2 separate regions of the Mus musculus genome follow, and region 1 is linked to region 2. Evidence: chromatin contacts called from public promoter capture Hi-C data. All regions are on one chromosome and are shown on one strand. Each heading gives the region's core, a stretch centred on a gene start, on an enhancer-like site or on the middle of the called end of the contact. The rest is flanking DNA. Distances are from core to core; before and after follow the strand shown. Region 1 holds the start of Speg (SPEG complex locus). Region 2 holds the start of Ihh (Indian hedgehog).

The links. Capture Hi-C pulls out chosen DNA fragments and counts their contacts.
Region 1: a promoter capture Hi-C map of liver shows a contact between it and region 2, with 2.0 times the contacts expected there. The contact joins the promoter of Speg here to the promoter of Ihh in region 2. A contact is called at or near these places in 5 of 39 promoter capture datasets (HPC-7-derived erythroid cells, cranial neural crest, embryonic stem cells and 1 more), 3 of 484 Hi-C or Micro-C datasets (all in embryonic stem cells), 1 of 115 datasets of contacts at active chromatin or transcription factors (embryonic stem cells) and 2 of 9 other capture datasets (adipose tissue and liver).

The regions. Positions count from the first base shown.
Region 1 is chr1:75,373,488-75,379,863 of GRCm38.p6, reverse strand. It overlaps Speg (SPEG complex locus), which reads right to left and starts at 4,567. Exons shown (of 41, transcript NM_007463.4): 1 at 4,031-4,567. The coding sequence starts at 4,424. It overlaps Gm15179 (predicted gene 15179), which reads left to right and starts at 4,849. Exons shown (of 4, transcript NR_037976.1): 1 at 4,849-4,977; 2 at 6,368-6,376.
Region 2 is chr1:74,947,167-74,953,865 of GRCm38.p6, reverse strand. Ihh (Indian hedgehog) reads left to right here and starts at 2,194. Exons shown (of 3, transcript NM_010544.3): 1 at 2,194-2,966; 2 at 5,301-5,562. The coding sequence starts at 2,652.

The DNA of each region.
Region 1 (6,376 bases), core at 3,318-5,817, 420 kb before region 2:
TCCCTTCCCCGCCACTCTGTTACGCTCATACTGTGCAGGGGATGGTGTCTCATATGGTCTGTCTCTCCTTGCTAGAAACTAACCCCCAGGATGTCATAATTTTTGATTCTCCCCACCCCCATCCCCGGGTCATGTACCCAAGCACCTAAAACAGTAGATAACTGGTACACAGGAGACACTTGATAAACACAAGGGTGAGTCACAGAGCTGGGAACAATAGGTAAGGAGTGGTAAGGGGCAGGTGGTGAATCTTCTAGCATAGCCCCTTTCCTCCTCCTCTGTTCTGCCCCACCTTGTTCCCAAGAAACTGTTGGAGAAGCAACTATCCCCCCTTCTGCCCAGATCTTCAAGGAGGCCTTGCTCTGATCAGCAAAGTAAGGGAGGCCTCTCTGCTCCTCTCTTGTCCCTCCCAGGGTTCCTCTATGGTTCCACTCTAGCCCCTCCTCCTGTCTTTGATTGGCACTCGCTGTGCTATGCACACATGGCCGATGACACTCTGTTCCCATTTCCAATTCCACAGTAGTTTCTCATGGCTTTTTCTACAGACATTCCAAGTCCAGGTGGGAAGGATGATAACTATAGAACAGTGTTTCCTGAAGGTCCTAGTGTATTCTTCTCTCCAGGCTTAAACTGTCTTCCTTTCTAATTCTAACCTCTCCCTTCCATGCCTTCAAGTAGCCAGGGTGGTTCATTGCCATCTGTCGAATGTTGGCCTTTCTGATAAACACTCTCTAGGTCCTGGCTGTGAAGCTTCAACTAATACACACCAGCCTCCCCTGCGGCCCCGTACCCATTACCTCCTCTTAAGCCACACATGCTCTATGATCTGAGAGAGTGACTTGTTCTGGTCACTTGCCGAGGAACCATGTAAGGATGGGGACCAGATGCTTCCAAAGAGATGCCCAGAGAGGATGTTAGAGGCAGGCGGGGGAGGACTGGGATATTGACAGGAGAAAGGTGGGAATGAGAAGCTCTCGGCTTACTCTTCCTGCACCTTTCTCTGTGGACAGGCAATGAGGACCCAGACTCAGAGACCCAGCTTTCCAGACCTAGCTCTGCTACCTCACTTAGAAGCCATTCAGTCTTGGGCAAGAATCCCAGCTGTCTTATATATTAGTAAAATCCAAACAATAATCAGGAAATCTGGAAGATTAAACCATTAAACAAGGTAGCACATTGAAGGATTTTACTAGCATCCGGAATTTCTGCCATTTTTCCTCCTTTATTTTCCATTCCAATGCCCTAAACCCTTTACCTTCATCACCTGAGTTTTCCCATCTGACAAACCTCCCATCCAGCAGCAGGCTTGTTTTCCAGTGTCCTGCTAATACACTTCCATCCTGAACTCACATCCCAAGCTTCTAAAGTGCCAGGAACCTTCAGATCACCCTGTCTCTCCCAGCCAGAAAGCATTCATGGCCAGGAAACTGCTCCTTCCGTCTGGAGCCAGGTCCTCTTTGGCTTCCTCGAGTTCTTTGCATCTTTGTGCTGTTGATTCCAAACAAGAGTGTTTTCTATGAAGTCTGAGCAATGCTGAGCTATTGGCTCAGCTTCCCTGGACCCAGAGCTGTCACTGAGCAGGGACAGGAGGGATGGGCAATAGAAGGGGCAGAAGACAGACTCCTCTAGTTAACTCTCCATCATCACCAAAGCCACCCCTCACCCCGTGGCAGAACTCTTCTGCAACCTGGTAGCTGTACAGTCGGACATGTTCTCAAAGGAGACATGCCTCAGCCCGTTTCTCTCTTCCTGTCTAAGGTGAATGTCAGAGACTTGAAACCCAGCCCCACAGCACTCGAGGTCTCTTCACTCTGAGCCCTTCACCCCTGATGTTCACCAAAACGGCCCCAGCCAGGAGACTGTACCCCTGTGTCCAGGTGTAGCCAGTCCATGCTTAGCTATGCCTAGCTATGCCTAGCTATGCCACCCTGATCAAAAGCAGCACGGAAACAGCCTTGCTGGGGGTCTGAGGGGCTGCCTGAATCTCCACAGAGGACAAGTCAGGCCAAGTCACTAGTAGCTAATTCTATGACCCCACTCCTCTCCTTCCCTCCCTCCATCTCTCCCTCTCTTAGAACATCTTGAGCAGTAGAAAAGCCCAAGATCACCAACCAAACAAGATGCTCAGTCCTGACAGGCCATAACCATCCCTTACCTCAGGCAGACCTTCCTCCTCTCTGGTCCGCACTGTTCTCACCTGGACAAGGAAGCATTTGGAGCTTCGGGTCTCAGTGGACCTGTCCAACAGCTAACAAGCACCATGTCCACCATTTTCTTCCACTGTCCCTTCCTTTCCTGACCTCATCTCTCTTTCCTCTCAATTGTATTCTTCTTATCTACCTTAATCTTTAAGTTATAGTTCGTTTTCAGCTTCTTTTACTACAGACTACAGAGAGATGAAAAGCTACGAGAATCTGCTTCTTCAGCTCAGAAAGCTCAGAATTTTTCCAGAACCTGACCCAGCCCCTGGGCCAGGTTAAAGTCGTCTGTACTGACTGCTTCTAGGCCAATTGGAAGCTGCCCTGGGTCATCTGTAGGCCAGGCCTGAGCTCTGGGACCACAAGAAGACTGTAGGAAATGGGCAGGGTGACGCTGGGGAGAGAAGACACTGATAGAGACAATGCCCCCCTTCCATCTCCTATTGCATTCCAACGCAACCTTCATTCCCCTCCACCTGCCAAGGTCTTTTATCCCTGGACTTCCTCCCCAGATCTCAAAGATTGACCCTTATATTGTACCATGGAATGGAATGAGATGTCTCTCTAGAAAATGACCAAGGGCTGGAGAGATGGCTCAGTCAGTTAAGAGCACTGACTGCTCTTCCAGGGGTCCTGAGTTCAATTCCCAGCAACCACATGGTGGCTCACAACCATCTGATGCACTCTTCTGGTGAGTGTCTGAAGACAGCTACAGTATAATATAAATAAAAATAAATTTAAAAGAAAAAGAAAATGATCAAAACAGCCCCCCTACCCCCTAGCCCTTTGCCATCTCCCCTAAATGAAACCTACTCCCTCAGAGTTCCATTTTTTTCAAAGTTTGGTAGGTCCAAGACTGTTTTTAGTTTAGAGAACCGTTTGGCTCAGAAACTGAACAAAACCCCCACATTGACCCCAGGACAATCTAGCTGGTCTGACATCCCCACCAGCTCCAACAGGACCAACTACAAGACCGAGGCTCCTGCTCCTCCTCTTCTGCCTCAGTCTATCAGCCTAGAATCCCATCTTCCCAAGAGCCAAGGCACCAGCCCAAAGCATCCCCCTTCCGTGTCCTCTGAACACTCATATGGAAACCTCAATAGAGATACATGATTCACAGGCTTTCAACACTAGCCACATCTACCCTAGGGCTGTGTGTTTGTATTAACCCCATGAGAGTCCAGAGCCTCCCACAACTCAGAATGCCTCAAACACACACACACACACACACACACACACACACACACACACACACACACACACACACGGATTCTCAAACAGCCACTTCTCACATCTGGGTCCTGCTCATACACATCTGACCCCTTCTGCTTTGCCTAGTTCTGACCACACCATTCTTGTCCCAGTGTTGATCATGAAGAGAGAAGGTCTAGCCATAGCCATCTCCTCCCACATGGTCTGGAACAGGAGAACTGGCCTGTCTTTAAGACAACACACACACATACTGAGAGGGGCTGGTCACCAGGTCTCAAGTCTGTCACTGGAGCAGACGAGGGCATTTCTCTCCAGAAGGTTTCTCTCTATTGGATTAGGAGAGTTTTTGCACTATTGACCGAGAGGTCTGTGTGGGTCTCAGGCTAGACCCACCAACTGCTGACCGTTGACCTCTGACCTTCTTATGAGAAGCATCTCTATCTACCTTGATACACTCTCCTGCCTTTCCCTGTTGATCTGCCCTTCAGAAGGGGCCCATCAGGGAAAACGGGACACCTGGGAAGATGGTGAGGGACTGCAACCTGCATCGCATGGCCTGGGCAGCTGTCTCTACCCCTTGTGACCCCAGCCCTGCCAGGTAGGCCCCACCTCCGCATTACCTCTGACCTCCAGCACTGTGAGCACTGCCTCACAGGAGGCCTGGCCCCGCTCATTCTGGGCGCTGCAGCTGTACACGCCGGCGTCCTGAGCCCCGCAGCTCCGCAGCCACAGGCAGCTGGGCTCTGGGGCCGGTGGAGGCAGGAGCTGCCCATCCCGGAACCAGCTGAGGCTAGGCTGGGGTGTCCCGCTCACTACTACCCGCAGCCTTACATCACTGCCCGCACACACCGCCGCGTTCTTCAGGGGCCGCAGGAAGACCGGCGCCCCGGCCCCATCCCCGGTGACGAGGACCCCTCTGCCGGCCCCCACCTTGGCTCTCTTCGGGGGCACCCCGGGGCTAGGAGGTGCCCTCGTGCCGGCGTCCTCGCCTCGCGTGCCCCGGGCTTTCTGCATGGCCTCTGCGAGCTGGACTAGAGGGGCAGGGGACGCTAGAATTGGGAGGCCAGGGGGACGCCCTAGGGGGTATGGTGCCTTAAGAGATGAGTCCTATGGGGCCGGCGGCCGGCCTTCCTGCTGCCCGCCCGCTTTCGGCCTGTGCAGAAGGTCACCAGGGCGGCCGGCGATTGCGCCTCAGGGACTATTTTTAGGGCCCCCGGCTCGGGTTGCGAATGAGCAGTGGAGGGAGGGGGCAGCAGAGGAGGGGATTTGGACTCCATGTGGCTCCTCTCTCTCCCAGTGCCCCCATCGCCAGAGCTGGCCTAAAAGAATCTCCTCCCCCACGGTGTGTCGCCCCCTTCCCCGCCCCCAGCTTGTGAAATCTGGGGGAGTCGAATTACCCCTGGGCTTAGGCCCGCTTCCTTTCTTCGGGCCCCAGCGCCCTAGTCTCACTAGGCTGGTTGGAGAGGAAGAGGAAAGGTCCAGAGATGAGAGGCACATGGAGAGACAGGCCCCAGTGGAGGTGAGCAGACCGGACCAATGGCCTCTCCCAGCACCTCCGTAACAGCTGGTAAGCACCAAGACCCAAAGCCTGGAGTTCTGGTGGATTTTCAGCTCCCAGCAGGTCCTGTGCTCACTACACCACCACCCTACTACCTTCACCAGCCAGGTGACCCCTAACCCTCTCTCAATTTGCCTTCACCTATAGAAAGGGAAGTTGGCTAGGATTGCAATCAGCAATAATAGCCTCAAGGGGAGACACGGATGGCATGAGGACAACGCGGTAAAAGAGGGGTTTGGAAGGCTTGAAGTGTGAATGAGGACAACAGGTTGGGTTGGTGAGGATTCCATTCTCCAGGCAGGGAGCGCTGTGCCTGATTTCAAGCCTGGGGGATTTCTTTGCCCAACTTGTGGAGGTTGGATACACACACATGGGGTAAATGCAGGGGTGTCCAGGCCACTCGACATAGGTTGCAGTCCCTCACCGTCTTCCCAGGTGCCCACTTTTCTCAGCTGTGCTCACTCTGAAGGACAGATCAACAGGGAAAGGCAGGGAAAGAATCAAGGTGACAGAGGCTTTGCACGTGAAGGTTGGAGGTCAAAGGTCAGCCAGGGACCCACACAGACTTCTTGGATGATAGCGCAGAAGCTCTTCTTTCCCGTAGAGAGAAGTCCCTGGGGGATGGACACACACACACACACACGCACACACACACATGCGCACGCGCGCACACACACACACACACACACACACGCACACACAAGCACGCATGTACACACAGGCACATGAATGCATATAAAACTGTTAAATCTGATGATCTGGATATTCCATCCCAAAGTCACTTTCTTAGTAGTCATACAAGATGTCACCACTGGGAAATGACCACAGGATCTATCTATCTCTTCTTTGTTATATCTGACAACTGCATATACAGAATATGAATTTACATTTCAAGGGACTTTCATAGGATTCCTGAGGTCATCAGTTCCATTTGCACACACACACACACACACACACACACACACACACACACACACACACCTTTACAGATCTAGAACTGACCTTGAGCTAAGGGATAAACATTAGGAAAGGCTGAAAGCCAGGGTCATTCAGAGATGAAGAGAGTATTCTTGATTTTTTTTTTTTTTTTTGGTTGGTTAAATAAAAGAACCACATTCATTCTGGGATACTTAAGTCAAAATGTGCATGCGTGTGTGTGTGTGTGTGTGTGTGTGTGTGTGTGTGTGTGTGTGTGTGTGTGTGTGCTTGAGAGCATGGGCATGCATTCCCAGGTGCACAGTACAGAAGAAACAATTTAAACACTGAATTATGTCCATAAAGATTAAGAGCCTTAGGGGATGTCTTTTCATGTAGTTTGCATACATTAAAGCTGACTCTTTGTGATGTGCAGGCCTCCGGTTTTTGACAAATGCATGAAATTGTGTATTTTCCACCCCAGGAACATTCA
Region 2 (6,699 bases), core at 945-3,444:
CTGTGATTCTCTCCTTTTGAATGTCAGTTTCTAAAGATCTGACACATGTCAAATAAGGGCTCCTTAGGCAGTGGAGCTGCCACTGGGCATCAGGTGTGCCTCTGCAGAGCGCTGCCTCCTGAGCTGGGTTTAGGCTTCTCTAATACTCAAACCTTCTCAGCCAGGCTGATCACTTAGATGCAGGCACTGAAGATGTGTGCACTTCAAGAGGCACCCTGTGGAGGTTTACCTGTTGCAAACCTCCTATTTGTAATAGGAGCTTTATCTAAATAGCAAAATTTCCACAGTTACTTCTTTATTCCTCTGAGCATAGGTTGCTGGTGGTAGTGGCAGTGGCTCTGTGTGTGTGTGTTCATGCACACATACACACACACACATACACAAGCACACTGAGGATTGAACCCAGGTCCTCACACATGCTAGGTACCTGTTTATGTCTGAAATACATGCTTTCATGCCCAACAATTATTTCTCTCGTTTTTTTTCTTTTACCAATTTTTTACAATTGCAAGCTCTGAAAAATAACCCTGAGATTACTTTACATGCTAGGCTACATCTAGAAATTGAGCCCAAAGACTTGGGAGTTTCATTTGGTGGAATATCCCTGTGTTCCTAGCAGACATCATTCCAGGCCATCCAGGGCTACATAGTGAGACTTTGTCTAAGAGGTAGAGGTGAGAGGCTGGAGAATGTCTATACTCCAAAGCTATCTTTTTCTCAGGACACAATGGTGCTTTGAGATCTGAATCCCGAGCAAGGCAGTAGTGGCACCTTGTAAGTGCGCGTAAACCCTGCACGTGAGAAGCAGAGTTAGGAAGGCCAGTAGCTCAAGGCCATCCTCAACTCTGTGGCAAGGGATCAGCCTGGCTACCTGAGAGCCTCTTTCAAATACATGAGCAAAACAAATGACTTGAACTTCAAATATAGATCATCACGGTTTCCTTTGGTAGAGGAAGGTGCACGCGCACGTGTGTGTGTGTGTGTGTGTGTGTGTGTGTAGCATCATGATTTCTCTAGCATGTCTAGCATGGTGGTACTACTCCCCTGCCATCCCAGCACTCCGGAAATGGAAGCAAGAGAATCCAGAGCTCAAGGCTAGCCTGGACTCCGTAGGTGAGAGACTCCATCTGTAAAGAAAGGAAGGGGTTGAGGGTGAGGGTGAGGGAGGAAGATTGAGCTTTCTAATTATAACTTTATTAAATTTGTGGAACCCGTCGCAAACAGCACAAGATTTGACATTGTGGTGGTGATCTGTGCCCGTTAACACACTTGCGTCTTCTGGTTTGGGCAGTATAGATTATAATTCATCTGCCTTCCTGGATGTTCTATTAAAGTGCACAACCCTCATTCGCTTCCCGGGCAGTCTCTGCAGAGTCCGTGGCTTCTAACACTTCTGAAGTAGGACGAGGAGGAGCGAGTGATTCCCAGGCAGTGCCCGTCTGCAGGTGGATTGGGATCCGTTTGTTTGTTTGCTTGTTTGTTTGTTTGTTGTTTATGCAGCACGCTCAGTGCTCTTCCCTCTCTGTGGATGTCCCCACTTCAGGCTGTTATTCTGTATGGCCTTTCTCCCTTGTTTTTAACAGTGTTTCCAGTCCTATTTGACTCCTGACAAGGCTACATTGCCTCCACCCGCATCCCCTAGTTCTGTACTGGGCAGTATAGGGTCCCCAGCTGTGCACCAGGTCAATACAGAACCCTGCTCCTCCAAGCTGAGAAAGGGAATGTTGCCAGGGCCAGGGTGGGGCACCAGGTTATGAATGACCTCCAGCTTTCGGGTTTGCTTCTCCGCAGGGGACACCGTAGGCGGTTGTGCGGTCCGGCCACTACCCCCCTCTTGCGTCCGGCTGCGACGTGGGTTGCGGTCTCCGTGGGGGTGGCATCTCCTGTCCAGGAGATTTGCGCCTGGTGGGGCTCCCAGGAGCCGCAAGGAACGGGAAGGAGAGACCAGGGTGGGGTGAGGCCCGTCAGGAGGACAATCGCAGGCAGCGCAGGGGGCGCAAAGGGCAGCGGGCGGGTGGACGCGCGGCTGAGGAGCGCGCGGGACAGGGCTGGCTAGCCTTGGGGCCGCCCGCCGGAGGGGGAGGAGGCTGTGCTGCCCTTGCTGCAGGTTCGCTGTCGAGCGCGCAGGAGGCAGGGACATGGATAGGGTGCGGTCTGCGCGGGTCCCGAGCCCGGATCTCTTCCATTTCCCCTCTCACTCGACCCCGGGCTGCGCCGCAGACGGCAGCAGCTCCCGCTCTGCCCGAGCCGCCTGACCGCCGGGCCGGGGTGCTAACCGCGGGTCCCTTCAGTCCGCCGGCCGGGCCAGCCCAGCCCAGCCCGCCGGCCCTCAGCCCCGCCGCCCGCCGCCCCCCGCCGTCGCCGCGTTGCCAAAACAAACGGGCCGGCCTATTTATTGGCGGCCGGCGAGCCGGGCAGCTCAGAGTCGAGGCGCCGAGGGGGACAGCACGCCGCCACCAGCCAGGGCCCCGGGCCCCCGCCCCGCACCTGAGTCCCGTCGGCCTTGAGCCGCGTCGCGCTGCCCATGGCGCCCCCGCATGGAGTCCCCAAGAGCCACCCAGACGCCTGAGTCCCCGAAGCTGTCCCAGCCACGCGCCCACCTATCAGCCCACCAGGCGCCCTCGCCCGCTGCTCTCCCGGGCTACCCGGCCATGTCTCCCGCCTGGCTCCGGCCCCGACTGCGGTTCTGTCTGTTCCTGCTGCTGCTGCTTCTGGTGCCGGCGGCGCGGGGCTGCGGGCCGGGCCGGGTGGTGGGCAGCCGCCGGAGGCCGCCTCGCAAGCTCGTGCCTCTTGCCTACAAGCAGTTCAGCCCCAACGTGCCGGAGAAGACCCTGGGCGCCAGCGGGCGCTACGAAGGCAAGATCGCGCGCAGCTCTGAGCGCTTCAAAGAGCTCACCCCCAACTACAATCCCGACATCATCTTCAAGGACGAGGAGAACACGGGTGCCGACCGCCTCATGACCCAGGTGAGCGCGATCGGTCCTCCCAGCGCGCCATCGAAGCATCGCCACCTGCCCGGCCCTATCCTCTCTTCTAGCACCTTTTTTCTCGACTGCCTGGCACGCCCCCTGGCACCTGCCCTTCTTGTGAATCCCGGGTGTCTTTCTGCCCAAGATGGGCTGGCCAAGGAACCCCGCGGGAGTGTTAGCATCCGGGATCCCGCCCGGTGTCTTTGAGAGGAGCTTTCTGCCGCTGCCAAGCCCCGCAGGTTGGCGGGCGGCCCCTCTGCCCGCGAGTGCTGGCAGCTCAGGTCAAATCTGGAACTTGAAGGTACCTGGACCTGGCTGCCTCTTGTGCCTCCGGGAACCACGAAATCCCTCTCGGCCTAACATTTCTCACAGCCCAGCCCTGGTCATTACGAAGCCGTTTGGCATCCCTGAGGCGAAGAAGCTCAGGACACCGGGGACCCCGTGGCCTTCCCTTCCCTTGTGCCCTTGGTTAGCTGCGCTGCCCTCTCCTGGAGCAGCGACTTGGCTGGTTCTGGGCTTAAGGAATAGCAGGGGAAAGAAAGTCGAATGTGGAGACAGAGGTAGGAAAGGGAACCAGCCGAGGGAGCCCACGTGTCTGTCGCGAGGGCTGAGCGGCGCGGTTGCGGTTAAAGGGTGGGGTGCTGGAGCCTTCAGGCTCTGAGACCAAGCTTGGGGAATCCTTGAGCTTGGTAGCACGGACAAGAAAGATTGGAAATAGGAGTAGGGATGCCTAGGAAGGCAGGGAGCAGAGCTGACACTAACTTATCTCTGCATGCACGGAGCAGGACCCAACTCCACCAGACATCAAGGACACACACTTCTTTCTCCGAAGTCTGGTGTGCCTTGGGAAAGATACACACCCCTTTCCGCTAGGGTCTATCGGCTCTTCCCCTGTTAGAAGACTGCCTTTAGGAAGAGCAGCTTAACCACGGCCTTCAGCATGCGCCCTGGCGCCGGGGCCGGCCGGCCGATGTCGGGGCCGAAGGTTGGCCGGTGGCCGGGCCGGGCTGGGCGCCGAGGAATGCAGATAAGGATCCGGGCCACAGGCTGGGCAATCATTGACAGCGAGGGCCCAGGCTCTGTACCCGAAGGAGGGGGTAGAGGGGAAGAGTCAGGCGGCAGCTGGCTAGTGAGGTTTAAGAACTCGATCACAGGGATCTAGAAGGAGCTACCAGAACCGAGCTACACCCCCGGGCGGTGGGGGTGAGGGCAGTGAGCACCCTCAAGCCAGGCTGCACAGTATGGATTTAGTCACTGTTGGCTCTTGAGGTTAAGTCCAAGGGTCTGTAAGGGCCTAGGCTCTGTGGGGGCAGAGGTAGGTTGATAGATACTTGGCGGGATCTCACACCTTACCTAGGTGTTAAAGACTAGTGGAGGGCTCCTTCCTCGTAGGTGGAAACTCCACCCCCTTCCTTCAGTCAAGTGCACGGTCCCTTGGGCAAAGGACAGGGATTCATGAATAGGCAGCCACTGATGATCCCCCTAGGGTGTCGCTGTTCAAGGAAGATCCAAGGATTCAGGGCCAGTTTCTTGAGATCATAGGCTCGGTTATTTCTCCATCCTTTCCTAAATAGGGACACTACACCCTGGTGGAGGTGGGAGAGTTTACAGGTCCCTTCTAGGGGGTCTCCCTGTGTCCAAGTCAGAGAGGAGGGGGACTGGCTCTCTGCCTGAGGTGTCTCCAGCTAAGCATAGGCAGGTGTGGGTTCAAAAGAAGGTTCCAACGGGAACGTTTCGTGTCACTTGCTGGCGGAATCTAAGAAGAACTAGAAATTTCTACCAACCCTCACCCCCACCCCCAGATCCGGGCCGCTGTTGGGTCTGCACCTGCCGTACTGGCAGGGCTCGGTGTCTGGTGGCCTCAGCTCTGAGGCTGCGGTGACACCTACTGGGCACCTTTGGCCTTGCATGCCCAGCAGGCCAGCCCGCAGGCTGTTAAAATTTCCTCCCTCGTGACAGACAACCCACCTTGATGCCTAGGTAAAACCGAGCAACCGGGCCCTGGAAAAGCATAGCTACCCTTGTGGCGAATCCAAACGCCAAGCAAGTGACAGGGAGCCAAGTGGATCTCCACAGACTGGAGAAGAGTCCCCTGAGAGTTCATGACTCCATGCGTCCTCCAGATCCGTGGCGCCACTGTGTGGCCTAGGTCCCTGGGGACTCAAAGCTGCTAGACTGGGAGAACACATTTAGAGTCCTCTACTCCTAAGGGAAAAGGGCAGAGGTCCTTCCAAGTTTTCCAAGTCCCATGAGTGCTGTCGAATCTTCTGTCACCTGCTCCCCACCGGGTGGCTTCCTTTCCCTAACTTCGAACTTCGTTCCCCTCCACAGCGCTGCAAGGACCGTCTGAACTCACTGGCCATCTCTGTCATGAACCAGTGGCCTGGTGTGAAACTGCGGGTGACCGAAGGCTGGGATGAAGATGGCCATCACTCAGAGGAGTCTTTACACTATGAGGGCCGCGCGGTGGATATCACCACCTCAGACCGTGACCGAAATAAGTATGGACTGCTGGCGCGCTTAGCAGTGGAGGCCGGCTTCGACTGGGTGTATTACGAGTCCAAGGCCCACGTGCATTGCTCTGTCAAGTCTGGTGAGCCGCTGCTGCCGGGGGGCTGGGCCCGGGGCCGGGGCCGCAGGGAGTGGGCAGGCAGCGCAAAGCCCGCTAGGGCCAAGGAGAAGATGGCCTCCGGGGGATGGAGGCGGGGACCCGAGGGAAGAGGATTTCCGAGGCGGCGGCGGCGGCGGCGGCGGCAGCGCTCCCTGCAGCTGCTTTGGACTGCTTGCTCCTCCCATGTCCGGTAGTGTCCCGGCAGGAGCCTAGAGAGACAGGGCCTATTTCCCGAACCACTGAGTGCTGACCTGGTGGTCCACAGCCCAGAGACTGCCACAGGAAGTGCAAGACAGAACAAGTTGAAGAGATGAAGGAAGCCAGGTTGGCAGGCACCACTGTCCCCGATCCAGGCCCATGCAGAACAAGGCATGATGGGGCTAGGGGCCAGAGTGTGTCTAGACATCAGAGTGCCCGACCAGAAGCCTAGAGTTTCAGAATCTACCACGCAAATGCAGGTCAGGCCTCCCAGAGGGGCGCAGGCGTCCCCAATCTCCTCCCCAGAGCCCCAAAGCTGGACATTTTGGAGGTAAATGGACTCAATAAAGTGGATTTTTCCCAGATTGGCCGCCTTGTTGATCAGAACTGGCAGGCACTGGAGCCTTGCCCCTCATCCCCAGTCTCACCAGTGTCCCTGTCACTTACACTTAACCCACTCACAAATGCTTCACATGGTTCTGTGGGTCCCACTCGACTGCACACCCCCTCTACATAGGACTATATAGTAGTTGCACTCAAAGACTGGCACACTAGACTTTTTTGGGGGGGTATTTTTGATTCCCCCGGGTTTCACAAGGGTGATCCTACCTACTACCCCCACCCACAACCTGACCCTTCCAACTGTGTGTACCTAAAATCATACCCACTTCATCTATAAACACCGGTCCAAAGGTCAGCTCGCCAAGTGGCCCATCCTGTTCATTACTCCTGACTCCAAACGCTGACCTCCATTCCACCATCTGACGCCACTATGTCCGCCCCCGCCCCCCCCCCCCCCCGCATAAGGGACCAACATATGAACTGAAAATGATGGGCTTTGTCCTTGTCGTTGCCCCACCCCCTGAGCACTCGATCTGGGGATGCTTCAGGAGCCTGTTTTTTCCACGGGTCAGCTCTGTC